Linked DNA regions of Sus scrofa: region 2 is linked to region 1. A link is a contact called in public Hi-C data. All regions are on one chromosome and are shown on one strand. Each heading gives the region's core, a stretch centred on a gene start, on an enhancer-like site or on the middle of the called end of the contact. The rest is flanking DNA. Distances are from core to core; before and after follow the strand shown.

Region 1 (7,034 bases), core at 3,056-5,555:
TTTGTGTGTCAGAGGGTGAGAAATAAAGCCAATAAAAATTCTGGGCCTTCTGCCTCAGCAAAATTTCTGAGGTGTCCAGGGAGGCTACTGCGATACCTCTTCTGAGCTGAAGGATAAGCCGTTGCATCTGGCCCTTCCTATAATCAAAAAAGAAGGACAATGCCTAATGGGCGTCTTTGAGTATTTGAGGTAACTTATTTCTCATTTAGGGCTGCTACTGCAGCCCATTTACCAAGTGACCCAAAGAAGATACTGTTTTGTTTTTTGTTTTTTTTTTTTCTTTTTAGGGCCACACCTAGGGCACACGGAGGTTTCCAAGCTACGAGTCAAATCAGAGCTGCAGTTGCCGGTCTCCACCACAGCCACAGCAACACGGGATCCCAGCCGTGTCTGTGACCTACACCACAGCTCACGGCAATGTTGGGTCCTTGTCCTTAACCCATTGAGGGAGGCCAGGGATCGAATCCACGTCCTCATGGATACTAGTTGGGTTTGTTATCACTGAGCCACAACGGGAACGCCAAAAAAAGCTATTAGTTTTGAGTGGTACCCAGAAAAAGAGAAGGTACTGCAATAAGTCCATGCTCTGTTAAAGCTGCTGTGCCACATGGGCCAGATGATGCAGCAGATCCAGTGACACTTGAAGTGGCAGTGGCAGAGAGGGATGCTCTTTGGAGCCATTAGCAGCCCACTGAAGTGAATCATACTTAGGCCTTTAGGATTTTGGAGCAAAGTCTCGCTCCCCTCTCAGGATAAATATTCTCCTTCTGAGAAACAGCTTCTGGCTTACCTTGGTAGAGACTGAACATTTGACCATGGGCCATTAAATCACCATGTGACCTGAGCTTCTGGTGCACTGGGGAAAAGGAAACAATCAGACCTTTTGGTGATTACTGGCTCTGAACTGACACTAATTCCATCAGGAGCTGAGTGCTGCCGGATACAGCAAAAGCCATAAAGCTGGGTGGGCACAGCCATACTCCATCATCAAAAGGAAGTGCTACATGTGGGAGCTGGCTTGAGCTGGTCCTGAGGCACAAGTGAGTTACATGAAGAAGTGGCCCAAATGCCATTGGTCCCACTCCTGCTACCTTGCCTTCTCTCTCAGAGCCACACCTATGGCCCCTGGGGAGTTCCCTCTGAGCTAGTAAATGGAGAAAGAAATCTTGGGTTTAGTTTACAGATGTTTCTGCTTGATATGCAGGCACCAGGTGAAAGGGGACAATTGCAGCATTATAACCCCTTTCTGAAACTTTCCTGAAGATCAAAGTGAAGGGAAATCCTCTCAGAGGGCAGAACTTCAGGCAGTGCACTGGACTGTTCATTTTGCTTGAAGGAGAAATGACCAGATGTGTGATTACATACTAATTCATGGACTACGGTCAGGGACTTGGTAAGAATATTGGAAAATTGGGTATAAGGAAGAGGGGAAGAAGCACGTGGATAAACCTCTGAATGCTCACCATTCACCTCAGCAGAAGAGGATTGAAATAATCAAGTGTCTAGAATGACCTGTTCTGTGGACACCGGTCAGCCCCTCTCCCCAACCACCCCTGCTTTTGCCTGGTGGACTCACAAAGTGGCCATGGCCATGGGGATGGAGCTTATTTTGTTCTCATTGGAATAGGCAGTTACTCTGGATACAGATTTGTCTTCCCTGCAAACAAATGCTTTTGCCAAAACTACCATCCGTGGACTCACAGAATGCCTTATCCCTTCCATCATGGTACTCCACACGGCATTGCTCTGATCTAGGAACTCATTTCATCACAAATGAAATGCAGCGATGGGCCATGCTCATGGAATTCACTAATCTTACATCCTGAAACAGCTGACTTGACAGAGGAGTAGAGAGGCCTTTTGGAAACTCAATTTCAGCACCAGCTAGGTGGCAAAACCTTTCAGGGCCGAAGGAAGGTATTCCAGGAGGCTAGATATACTCGGAATCAGGGTCCACTAAACGGTGCTGTTACTCCCATAGCTGGGATTCTCAGGTCCAGGAATCAAGGAGTGGAAAGAGAAGTGATGCCACTCACTTACCCCTAATGATCCCTTAGCAAAATGTATACTTCCTGTTCCCATGACGTTGTGCTCTGCTGGCCTGGAAGGTCTTAGTTCCAAAGGAAGGAATGCTTCCACTGGCAGACACAAAAACGATTCCACTGACACATCAGGGTTCCTAACTCTCAAGCTGTCCAAAATGTTAAGAGCCTGGAGAGCACTGGCCTAAGCGTCAATGTCCTTCCCTCACAGGGATCAGGGGTCAGAAAAAATGACAGAGATTTTGAGGGGGCTGCGATCACAGGGATGGCAGGGACAGGGGCAGGTGGAGGCCATGGATGAGGCTGTCCAGAGAAGCCCAAGGAGAAACCCCAGGAGTGGGGAGGGGAGAAGTAGAGGATCGGAGGCACTGTGGGAGCTCCACTGAGGCCCTGGGTGGGACCGTTTGTGCGAAACCATCTCAGGAACAGGGGCCTCTCCATTCACAGCTGATGTGGACAGAGAGTGTCAACAACCCTGGATAAAAGTGGACTTGGAGGAGTGTCCACTTTTATGGACACTGTGAAGCAGTGCGTTAAGGATCAGACTGTAGGCAGGGGCTCGGGTTGCTGAGGAGGCGTGGGTTTGATTCCTGGCCAACAAACTTCCGTATATCGTGGCTGTGCCCCCACTCCCCCAAAAAGTGGACTTAACACAAGAGTTCAGCCATGAAGACCCGGGCACATATGAGGCCCGGGTCTTTTTTTTTCCCCTTTATCGGCCACCCCGTGACGTACGGACTTACTAGGCCAGGGATCAGATCCGAGCCATAGTTGTGACCTAAGCCACAGCTGAGGCAATGCTGGATCCTTAACCCACTGTGCCGGGCTGGGGATTGAACTTGCATCCCAGCGCTCCCAAGATGCTGCCGATCCTGTTATAACACAGCAGGAGCTCCGAGGCCCAGGTCTTAATGAACAAGAAGGAACCAGCTCCCATCTCACCTGACCCAGGGACACTGAGAGGGTAGCAATGAGTGTCCCAGATTCAGACTTTCTGTTCTGGACACCAGGCCCTGGGAGCGAGAGGGGAAGCTGACTGTCCATCCTTCCCCTATGCTCCCCTGACACAAAGACCTTGCCCTCTGACATTCCTGGTTCCCTGGTCCTCCCTCTTCTCCACACAGATCCACCACCCAGTGCTCCAGCCACAGACACCACTGCCACACAGGGATATACGCAGTGTAACTTACTGGAGACAAACGCAGACTAGTATATACATTCCCGGAAACCTGAGCTTGGTGACATCTCTTTAAGGAAGGGCGTTGGAGTTCTTGCAGCAACAGAGACTGTGACTCACAGAGCTGGAGCGTGACGGAGCATTAACATAATATATGACCCATGTAAAAAGTCTACAGATTGATGTTGAAAAACAGAGCGGCAGGAGACGGTGACTGCTGTACTTCCCGCCTTGTCCACCAGAGGGCGGCAGAGCTACTCCACAGCCTCGCGCCTCCCCAAGGACTGCGAATCTTGAGCTGAATCTCACCCTCATCAGTGTCACCTTATTCCATGGTCTTTCTTGCTCTCCGAGCTCTCCAGCTGGACTCTGTCAGCCCCTCCATCTAGCCAGGCCCACTGCACACCTTTGAGAACTACTATTCCTTCAGGTCCTGAGCGTGGGCTCCTGGAAGCTGTGCCTTGCTGGACTCCAACAGAGATAGAAGGAGGGTCCCTCTCGCCAGGCATCAGTGACCTTGACCCCTTTCCAGCCTCTCAATCCTTTTCCGGATCTTCTGGCAGGAATAGAATGCAAACTTGTCAGAGCATTTGAGAATGCTGGGAAGACCCTGGGTGCCCAGCTGGGTTTCTTTGTCACAAAGGGAAATCATAATCGGGTTTAAGGACCTCTCCACTCTCTGTGTGGTGCTGACAGACCTCAGGGCAGAATACAGCAGATGCCAATGCTGGGGTATTTGGATCAGCCTCTCAGGAGCCCCCATCAGCCTTGCTATAGAAAGTGTGCTCAGGAGGGGAGGAGGAAACTGCGGGAGAGGCTGACTGTGCACTCCAACTGGGGACTAGGGGCAATGCCCAGGACCCTGAGCCCCAGGGCTGTGCTCCCCGCAACCAATGGCAAATTGTGTGTGTGTGTGTTTCCACGGTGAGAAGTCAAGCTGAAAAAGGCAGAAACAGCAGTGGTTCACAGGAAAATGAAATGCAAATAGAAAGGTAAGAGCGAGGAAGGAAGGCAGGCAGGAACAAGAGAGGAGGGAGAGGGAGGGTCCTGGAGAGACCCCGCCCCCACCCACGTGACCCAGGGAACTGCTCCTGCCCCAGGAGGAGGCCCAGCACAGAGGGAGGAAGGACAGCAGAGCTCACACATCAGACAGCAGTGCTTGTGGGCCTTTCTGGAGCAGAAACTCTTCTCTGACAGGGAGGGACACAGCAGGCAGCAGGCACCATGGAGCCCCCCTCAGCCCCTGCCCACAGAGGGCATGTCCCCTGGCACAGGCTCCTGCTGGCAGGTAAGAGGGGACAATTTTCAGGGAGTAATTAGAGATGGGAGAACAGAGACTGGCTGGGGTCTTCTGGGGAGACAGGGCTCTGAGAGGGGACTAGGGGCTTCTGTTTGGACCTGAGGGGAGAGGACAGGGGACCACAATAGGAGGGGAGAGGGGCTCGGCAATAGGAAAATCTCAGTGAACTGCAATTGGTGAGGGGCAGGACACCGCGATTCTGTAGGTCTTACAAGTTATTCTTCACTGAGCAATAACTGTTGAAAACTGATAACGATATTAATCAGTTATTGTCATAGAGAAACAACTCAACCAGGGACACTAAACATTACATTACCCACCAACTTCAGAAAATGGCAAATAAACACCAAGGTGTGGAGGGCGCTGGGGACACTGATTGCTTCATCACCATGTGTTTGCAGCCTGTTCCAGGCACTCAGGGGACAAAAGAATCAGACAAGTTCCTGCCCTCACAGAGCTCACGTTCTATGGGGAGGAAAGACAGACACAGAGAGATTCAGAATGTGCTGTCAGTGCTGACAAGTGTCTTGAGGAAACAGAGCAGGGAAAGGTGGACAGTGAAGATGGGGAAGTTCCCATTGTGGCTCAGTGGAAATGAATCTCACCAGTATCCGTGAGGATGCAGGTTCTATCCCTGGCCTCGCTCAGTGGATTAAGGATCCGGCGTTGCCATGAGCTTTGGTATAGGTCACAGGCACGATTTGGGTCTGGCATTGCTGTGGCTGTGGTGTAGGCCAGTGGTTGTAGTTCTGATTTGACTCCTAGCCCAGGAATAGCCATATGCCGTGGGTATGGCCCTTAAAAAAAATAAAAAAAGACAGCAAAGATGGGGTCCTTAGAGCAGGAGGTTGGGCAGGGTAGGTCCCAAGAGACCCGTTGAGTGTGAGCAGGCGTGTGAGGGCCGTGAGGGAGTGAGCCAGGCACACACCTGGGAAGGCAGAGGAAATAACAAGTTCAGAGAAGATGAAGTAATGGGGGTCATGCTGCTGACCTTCAACCAGTAGGACACACACACACACACACACACACACACACACAGTGCAAAAAAGGCTAAGGGATGAAGAGACCTTCTCAGGACCCAGGGCCACATTTTTCCATCCTAATACACAGGTCAGAATATTGAGGAGTTCCCTAGTGGCTCAATATTAAGGATCCACTGTTGTCACTCCTGTGGCTTGGGTTTGATTTCTGGCCTGGGGAGCTTCCACACGCCCATGGCATGTTCAAAATTGAAAAACCAAAATGACCTGCTTAAAAAACAGAATATTAACTGATTTCTCTCTCTTTCCCCCTAGTCTCACTCCTAAGCTTCTGGAACTTGCCCGCCACTGCCCAGATCACTATTGAATCAGTGCCCTTCAATGTCGCAGAAGGAAGCGATGTTCTTCTACTTGCCCACAATGCGACAGAGGATACTCTAGGCTACAGCTGGTACAGAGGAGAAAGAGTAGAGAACAACCAACTAATTGTAACATACAGAATAGACACTCAAGCATATACCCAAGGACCTACATTCAGTGGTCGAGAGAGAATCTACCCCAATGGATCCCTGCTGTTCCAGAATGCCACCCAGAATGACACAGGATACTACACTCTGATGGTTACAAAGAATGATTTACAGAGAGAAATTGTAACTGGACTACTCCGTGTATACCGTAAGTGATTCCTTTCTGACCTCTGGGTGTTGGGTGGGGTGAATTCTATTCACAGACTCAGGATTGACAGGCCTGGACTGTGCCCCCATCCCCTCTGCATTATGTCCCATGTCGGGGTTTGAAAATTTAGTTCAGGACACACACATGGGAGATAAAATTCAAAGGATCAAACTTTCTTTCCTGGAATCCAGACCCTGCAAACATTCTGTGCAGAAAGAAGGACCAGTCTGATGGCAGTAACTCAACAGAAGGAGGTCAGACTCAGTCCAACCCCTGGGCCCCTCCCGGTGACCATGACCCTGAGGAAGACCCTGTAGGACTCAGTAGGGGCCTGGCCTGAGGACCCCCTGGGAGCCTCACAGAGAAGCTCAGTCCCAGGAAGCCCCTCCCCAGACCCTGTCCCAGGGCCCCTTCCTCCAGTGACCCTGGAGGGTCTGTGCCACTGTTGGGTTCTGGGCTCCTGGGCAGGGCTGACGGGGAGCAGCGAGTTCCCAGCTGCCTGAGTCCCAAGGCTTTGAGCTGCTCACCAGTCAGGGCTCAGCTCCAAGAGCCACAGGGGTGGAGCCTGGTCCTTCACCTGAGACTCGGCATGAAAAGCAAGGTGAGCCAGGTCCAGGCCATTAGCCAATTGCTGTGGGGACTAAGGAGACCCCAGAGGAAGATCAGTGTCCCCAGGGATGAAGAGAGGAGTGACGATGCTCCTGGCAGCTCCTCATCCACCAGGGTGAAGCCCAGGGAACCCTCCCAAGTGGATGCAAATAAGAGTAAACAATTTATCTGGCAACTCCTCTATGCCAAAGAGGAGTTTTTATACTGCTAATCTGAATGATATAAGGTTGAATTATATATAATTTGAATGA
Region 2 (7,437 bases), core at 3,661-6,160, 78 kb after region 1:
TGAACCCGCAACCTCATGGTTCCCAGTCGGATTCGTTATCCACTGCGCCACAATGGGAACTCCCCCACGAGGTTTTGATATAGCAATATGCACACACATTGCTCTCTTGCTCTCTCGCTCTCTCTTTCTCTCTCTCTCTCTATATATATACACACACACAAAATTGTTTTAAGTTGTTTGTCCCTTAATTTCAAATGCATTTTCAATATATTCTGCATTTGTCCTCTCCTCATGATTCCTGGCTTTGATATCATATTTGTCTGTGAATGATTTCCTACTTTTATTTTATGTTTGCCTTTACTGGTGAGCTTTACCCTTCATAATTTTCTTGTTTCTAGTTGTGGCCTTTTCTTTTCTGCCTAAAGAAGTTCTTTAGCTTTTGTTGTAAAGCTGGTTTGGTGGTGCTCTTAGCTTTTGCTTGTCTGAAAAGGTTTTGATTTCTCCATCAAATCTGAATGAGAGCCCTGCTGCATAGAGTATTGTTGGTTGTGTGTTTTTCCCTTTCATCACTTATTTTTCTTTTCTTCTTTTTTTTTTTTTTTTTTTGGCCACACTTCTTTTTCATTAAAGTGTCTTCCTGTTCTAAAATGCAATGTTTTCAGACTCATCTCAACTCTTACTTCACAGAAAAAAAAATTTTTACTTAGAAACTTCTTTTGTGCCCTTTCCTAATCCTAACCTAGTCTCCAACTTGCCCACATCTAGGCAGAGACTTGGGAAATCACAGTGGGACAGTGCTGCCACTTTCTGGCCAAAGTCAGAAAATGCACTTCATCTTACCTTTCTCACCAGTAAAGGTGGGAGGGTTGGCTCTTGCCCCAAATGTCAGCACGTACTAAACACGACTCGTTCCAGGGACTTTAGGAAATGAGTTCAAGGTCAGAGAAAAGGCCAGGCTTAAGTTCTGGGTGATTTTTTTGGGCCACGCCTAGGGCACGATGAAGTTCCTAGGCCAGAGATCAAACTAGCGCCAAGGATCTGGCAGAGATCAGAGCCACAGCAGTGACAACACCAGATTCTTAACCTGGTGAGTCACCAGGGGACTCTGACCGGAAGGTTAAGAAGGAAGTCCTCCCTGGCTCCTCCAGACCAGAGTGAGAACAGGTGGTGTGACCGTTCCAGCCAAGAGGAGGGAGAAGGCAAGGAAGGCATGGCTTTGGTTTGCTCTTTCTTACCCTCTCGGTTTCAGATTGTCTGCCTTTGGACAAGTTGTAGACTTTGCTACTACAGAGTTTATAAAGCATCTGCAGGCAGCAGGCACCCTGCCAGGCAGTGGAGATTGTCCTGGAGTTGAAGGCTCGGGCTCGGCTGAGCTTGGTCTGATATAAACCACTGATGTGGCTCCTCCCTGCAACGTTCTAACAGTGGTCTGTGTCCTCTGGAAGCTCAAGTCTAGCCAGGGAGGTGACGTGTATACGTCATAACACCTAGAGACACAGGGGACCAAATTTGAGAAGAGGCAAGAGTTCACTGTGGACTGTGAGACGCCAGGGAACTCTGGGTTTAGCGGAACTTGGACTGGGTCTGAAGGGTGGGGAAGGATTTGTGTTGGGGGAGGGCAGAGGTGGGCAGGGCAGAGAAGGAGCCTGGAGCTGATTGAGTGGAGGCTTTTGAGGCAGGGGCTGTTTCTTTTTTTTTTCTTTCTTTCTTTCTTTTCTTTTCTTTTTTTTTTTTTTTTTTTTTTTTTTTGTCTTTTTGCCATTTCTTGGGCCACTCCCGCGGCATATGGGAGGTTTCCAGGCTAGGGGTCTAATAGCAGCTGTAGCCTCCGGCCTACGCCAGAGCCACAGCAACGCGGGATCCGAGAGGCGTCTGCGACCTACACCACACACAGCTCATAGCAACGCCGGATCATTAACCCACTGAGCAAGGGCAGGGATCAAACCAACAACCTCATGGTTCCTAGTCGGATTCGTTAACCACTGCGCCACGACAGGAACTCCCGGGGCTGTTTCTTGTTCATTTTTATGCTCCTGAATTTATGTAGGGCCTGGCACTTTGAGAGTATTCTGTAAAAGTTTGTTGAATTGAATGATATTTTTGTAACCCTTTTTGTAACCCTGCTATCTTAGAAAGCATTTGAAATAGCAGTCTATTATCAAAAAGAACATTTTCTGATAGAAGATCACACACACACATAGGGCCTGAAGGGGTGCTTTCCATTTTCTGTCCACCAGTCAGGTTTAGTAAGTGTTGATGTCCTGTACCCTTGGTGTTTGCTCCAGGTAGGATCAGCTCCTGCCTTAGCCTTGGACTCTTTCCAAACGAGGTCTGGCGCCAAGAGCCCAGCAGCCTGAGCTAACACCTTCCCCGCTGTGGTTCCTGTTTCTCAAACCCTCTTGGACCTGAAGCCTTGAGGGTCTTCCACCAACCCAGGTCCCTCTCCTTTAGGCAGCGCCACCTTCCTGACCAACAACAGGAGGCCTGGTTTGACCCAGTGCTCCAGGGCAGGGCTCGGGGCAAGAGACAGAGCCTCTCCTCCCTCATCCTCTCTGCTTCCCACCTCGTGTGGCCACAGAACTCGAGGAAATTGTCAAAGTCAGGACACGGCAACTTCCCAAACAACAACACTGCTATTGCCGATAATGTGCCAAGGCTGGGAGTCGGGAGGGCAGAGGGGAAGCAGACCGTGTCCTCCTCACTTTGCCAACCCTGAGACTCGCTTTCCTGTCAGAGACTAAGCTAGAAAATGCCACTCAAAGGTATAAGGAAATTCAAACAAGCAGACAGACTGGGGGAAGAAATCCTAGCACATTGGGGGGTATAGAGGGGGAGGGAAGCAGCGCTGCTGCCAAGTTATCAGTCACCTGCTCAGGTTCTTAAGAGTCTTTCACTTCTTTTGTTTGCCTGGTTTTCCCTCCCAGATTCCGATAAAGCCCATGATCCAACCTGTTACCTAACAAGGCTGGTGGCACTTAGCCCTTCTCACCCTCTAGTGGGAACACTGGCCTGGGATTAAAGCGCAGACCACCAACCCCGAGCCACACACAGCCTGAGCCACCCCAAGGAGTGGGAACCTGTCACACAGTCTTCAAGCGACTTCAAGTGACTTGTCGCAGCACCAACAGGTGGAATGAAAGTTCTAATCGCTTCCCTCCTTCTGTTGCTGCCACTAAGGCTGATGTCCACGGTCTCCAGAAGCCCAAATACAGGTAAAAAAAAAAAAATTTTTTTTTAATTTTCTGTGAAAGATAAAAAGGTGGGAGAAATGTGGCAAAACAGAAACGAGCATGACCACACATGCAGTAAAATGCAGCCCCTCTAGGCCTCAGGGACTGGGGGCAAGTTAGCCTTTCTCAGTGTCTGTTTGCTCCTTTATAAAAAGGAGAGAACTGTACAGAAATCCAGAGAGGGCTGTGAGAGTTAAACGGGCGGATGTGTGTGAAAGTGCCTGCAACCGTAGCTGGCGGGGGAGAAGAAAACACAGGCTCCTCAAAGATTTGCCGCCTTACCTCTGCCCCAATCCCTGTGGCAGAGAGCAATGAACCTCCCCAGGGCCAGCCTGGGAGGCGGTGGTGGAGGGTGTTGAAGGTGACTGGACATCTGAAGACAAGAAGTCGGTCCTCCATGACATTCTTTACAGCGCACCAGACGTGTCCCAACCATTTTTTAGCGCAACTTCATGGTAAGGTGATGATGAACTAGAAAAATCACACCACCACACAGTACCCATGTTTGAAGCCCTGTTCGCACAGCTCACCTTTGGGTTAGGGGTTCCGAATAAGTGCCACTTTTCACTACAGCCAAGTGGCCGAGCCCCTAGCAGGGCAAATGTGCAGAAGAGACCACATCCCCACGTGTGTGCCCACTGGAGGGGAACATCTCCCCAAGGGCTACCTGAAGGCCAAATAGCTTTGTCACTCAGCATTGACTCGGCCCTAAAGCCACGGCACCCCAATTCCCCCGACTCCACCCCAATTCCAAACGTTCCCTCCCTTACAGAGAGAGCTCTCTGGAAGCCGCTGGCCCCACAGCCCTGGCACTAGACCACCATTTTGGAAGGGAAGGCTTTTCCACCGCTGTGATAGACACCAAGGCTCGAGTCCTCAGGCTGGATTCAAAGCTCCAGCCACGGCTGCCTTTCAGTCCACCCCTACTCACACTCCCGAGTGCTCTGTGCTCCACTCAGCTAGACCCGGGGCTGCTCTGCGCTCTGTAACCTGTTTAGCACCATCCCTGTGGCCTCGACCTGCTAGAAGCCAATAGCAGCCTCGCCCAGCAACCCCCTCCCCACCACACCCCCAGTTAACATATCCAAAAATATCTCCAGACTCTGTAAATGTCCGCTGGAGGGGGAAACCCATCCCCAATTGAGAGTCACTGCTCTATATCAATAAATCTCAAACTCGGCGACTCATTTATACTCACTTGGACTTTTTTTTTTTGCTTTTTAGGGCTGCGGCGTCAGCATATGGAAGTTCCTAGGCTAGGGGTCAAATTGGAGGTGCAGCTGCTGGCCTATGCCAGAGCCACTGCAACAGGAGATCCAAGCTGCCTCTAAGACCTACACCAGAGCTCGAAGCAATGCCCACGGAGTAAGGCCAGGGATCAAACCCACATCCTCAGGGATACCGGTCGGGTTCTTAACCCACTCAGCCACAACGGAAACTCCATAGACTCACCTCGACCTTTAGACTCAGACTTGAATTCAGGGGAACTGGGTTCCAAATCCTGGATCTGTCACTTACTTTGCAAGCCTGGACAAGATGCTGAACATTTTTAAGCCTCAGTTTTATCATCTTAAAATGAATAAACCCCACTTAGCATATACAACGGTTTTGAAGAGTACACCATCGATAATGCAAACCTAGTAAAGTTTCAATGAATGAACTGTGTAAAACTTCTAAAATAGCTCCTAAGGCACAAGGGCAACGAGTTGGGGAAAGCGCACGATGCCACCAGGTGGAGCAATGACAAACCACAGCAGATGGGTGGTGGTGGTGGCTGAGCTCAGATCTTGTTTCCCAGACAGGGACACTTGGGGTGAGAGGAAATAACATGCTCTTGTCTGCCCACACCCCAAATCCTCAAAATCAAATCTGATCTTATTTTATCTCTAAAATAACCACATACATTCTTAAGATGCTTTTCACAGGTCAGAGGGGAAAAAGAACTAGCTGAGAAATTACAAGAATATTAGGGAATAAATGACAATAATGAATAATCATTACTTATAAGATTACTTATTAATTATAAACCGGCAGTAATAGCTCCCATCTGTTAAGCAATCCTGTGTGGCAGGCATTGTCCTAAGCACTTTGCACATATTACCTCATGTGTCCTCACAGATATCTAATGTGTTTTCTTTGTTTTTATTATTGTGGTTGCCAGCAGCTTGTGGAAGTTCCCAGGCCAGACACTGAAGCTGAGCCACAGTAGTGCCTGAGCCGCTGCAGAGACAACACCAGACCTTTAACCTGCTGTGCCACAAGGGAACTTCCTGTCTAATGTATTTTTACATTCAGTTAAAATTAAAATTTTTAACTTTTCATTTTTCAGACTTCAAAAATGTCATAAAAAGGATCAGGGTTCCCATAGATCAAAAAACTCCATAGTTTTATTTTTTGTTTTTCAAATAACACCGCATACAGCAATAATATGATTATCAAAACCAGAAGATTAACAATGATATAACAATAATATAAAACTATTATCAATGGCACAAATTTTTCAGACTTTGCTTTGATGTCCTTTTCCTGGTCCAGAATCCAGTCCAGGATCCCACACTGAAAAAAAGATCTCCTGTCTCCTGGTCTCCTTCAATCTAGGGCAGTTTCTCAGCCTTCCTTGTCTTTCATGACCTTGACACTTTTGAAGAGTACCATCATTAATTTCATAGAATGCCCCTCAGTTTATCTGGCCGTTTCCTCGTATCTAAATTCAGATTATGCATTTTGGGCACTAATACCACAGAAGTGATGTTTGCCTTCTCGGTGCAGCACAGCAGAAGACCCACGATAACAAAATCTCTCGTGACGGGTGATGTTAAGTTTCAACACTGGTTAAGGTGGTGTTGATAAAACTACTATTTTCCCATTGTAATTAACAAATATCTTGCGGGAGGTACTTTGAGACTATGCAAATAGCCTTTTTTTCTCATCATAATTTTTCCCATTAATTTTTAAAATCCATTGATGATTCTTGCCTCCAACAAGCATTACCATGGTCTCAGCAAAATGGTGATTTTCTATTTCCTTCATTCCTTCTACATTTATTAAGATTCTACTATATGAAAGAGCTGTCCCTTCTCTCCCACTTACTTATTCAATATTTATTTATAGAAGTAAAGACTCAGGGATATTTGTGGAGTATAATCCACTATTACCCTTATTTCTAATGTTACTCATATTGTCCCACTGTTGCTCACTGGCCACTGGGCTCGAGGTGGTTTCAGTGAGTTCTGACATGTCTTGACATGTCATTTCCTGAATTTCTCACACCACAAAGATGTTCCAGGCTCAACTTGTACTTCCCTTCCCCAGCCCTGGAGTCAGCCGTTTCTCCACAGAGTCCTGGTTCCTTTCAAGGGAGAATGATAGTCACAAACCTGGGCACAAGATATTGCCCGTTGCTACAAAGGCCTTCTGGTGGACAGAGCTAGGAAACAGACAATGCATACACACACCAATGTACTTTCTTCAGCTCTGTTTTACAAATTATATAAATGAGGCACAGAAACATTTAGCAACTTGTCCAAAATTACAATGCTAATAAGTAGTGGCACTGAGACGTCAAAATAATAAGAGATCTACCACAAAACCTAACAAGTGGAAATGACTTTTTTACACAGGCAAGTCTGCAGAAAGCAAGAAGCCTAATACTCCAGCATAAACACTCCCTTTGGGAAGTAACTAGAAATCTGCAAAAACAATGAGGATAATAACCATTGTGTACTGAACACCTGCTTGGGCCCTGGGCCCACAGTAGCTCCTTTAGTCCTAACGACACTGCCAGGTGGATACTAATATCCACTCTGCAAACCAGAGAACCAAAGATCATAGAAGCTAAGTGACTTCTGCAAGATTACATAGGTAAGATCCATAGGTCTGCCGGCATGTAAAGTCCATGCTCTTTCATTGTATTAATATTTTCCAAAACTGATTTTAGGTAGAACATAAACTAGCTTATACTTTAATATTCATATACTTATTTTAATGCATGTATAAAAAATCTAAGCGCATATCAAACTCATAATCTCACAGAAAATATTGCACAGGAAAAAGCTATTGTGTAAATTAACTTTAAAAAAAATTTTTTTAATTTTTTTTGTCTTTTTAGGGCATATGGAGGTTCCCAGGCTAGGGGTCAAACTGGAGCTACAACTGCCAGTCTATACCACAGCCACAGCAATGCCAGATCTGAGCCACGTCTGTGACCTCCACCACAGCTCATGGCAATGCCAGATCCTTAACCCACTGAGCAAGGCCAGGGATTGAA

What was found. A called contact is a pair of places that touch in the nucleus more often than the background predicts.
Region 2: a contact with region 1 is called in a Hi-C map of skeletal muscle, with 12 times the contacts expected there. The contact joins the enhancer-like site here to the promoter of CEACAM1 in region 1. A contact is called at or near these places in 2 of 5 promoter capture datasets (liver and skeletal muscle), 30 of 47 Hi-C or Micro-C datasets (adipose tissue, alveolar macrophages, blood and 15 more) and 2 of 2 datasets of contacts at active chromatin or transcription factors (alveolar macrophages and skeletal muscle).

What each region holds. Positions count from the first base shown.
Region 1 is chr6:49,433,003-49,440,036 of Sscrofa11.1, forward strand. It overlaps CEACAM1 (carcinoembryonic antigen-related cell adhesion molecule 1), which reads left to right and starts at 4,306. Exons shown (of 8, transcript XM_021094420.1): 1 at 4,306-4,507; 2 at 5,815-6,174. The coding sequence starts at 4,444. The region is part of intron 2 of ATP5SL (ATP synthase subunit s-like protein); the gene reads right to left.
Region 2 is chr6:49,510,276-49,517,712 of Sscrofa11.1, forward strand. All of the region lies in intron 2 of ATP5SL (ATP synthase subunit s-like protein), which reads right to left. Among named protein-coding and RNA genes, the nearest start is that of LIPE, 35 kb to the right of the region's middle. Within about 2 kb of position 4,911, at least 5 of the 83 cell types and tissues checked have an H3K27ac peak or open chromatin away from gene starts, as enhancers often do. A contact at or near this core is called in liver and skeletal muscle, where this site is marked.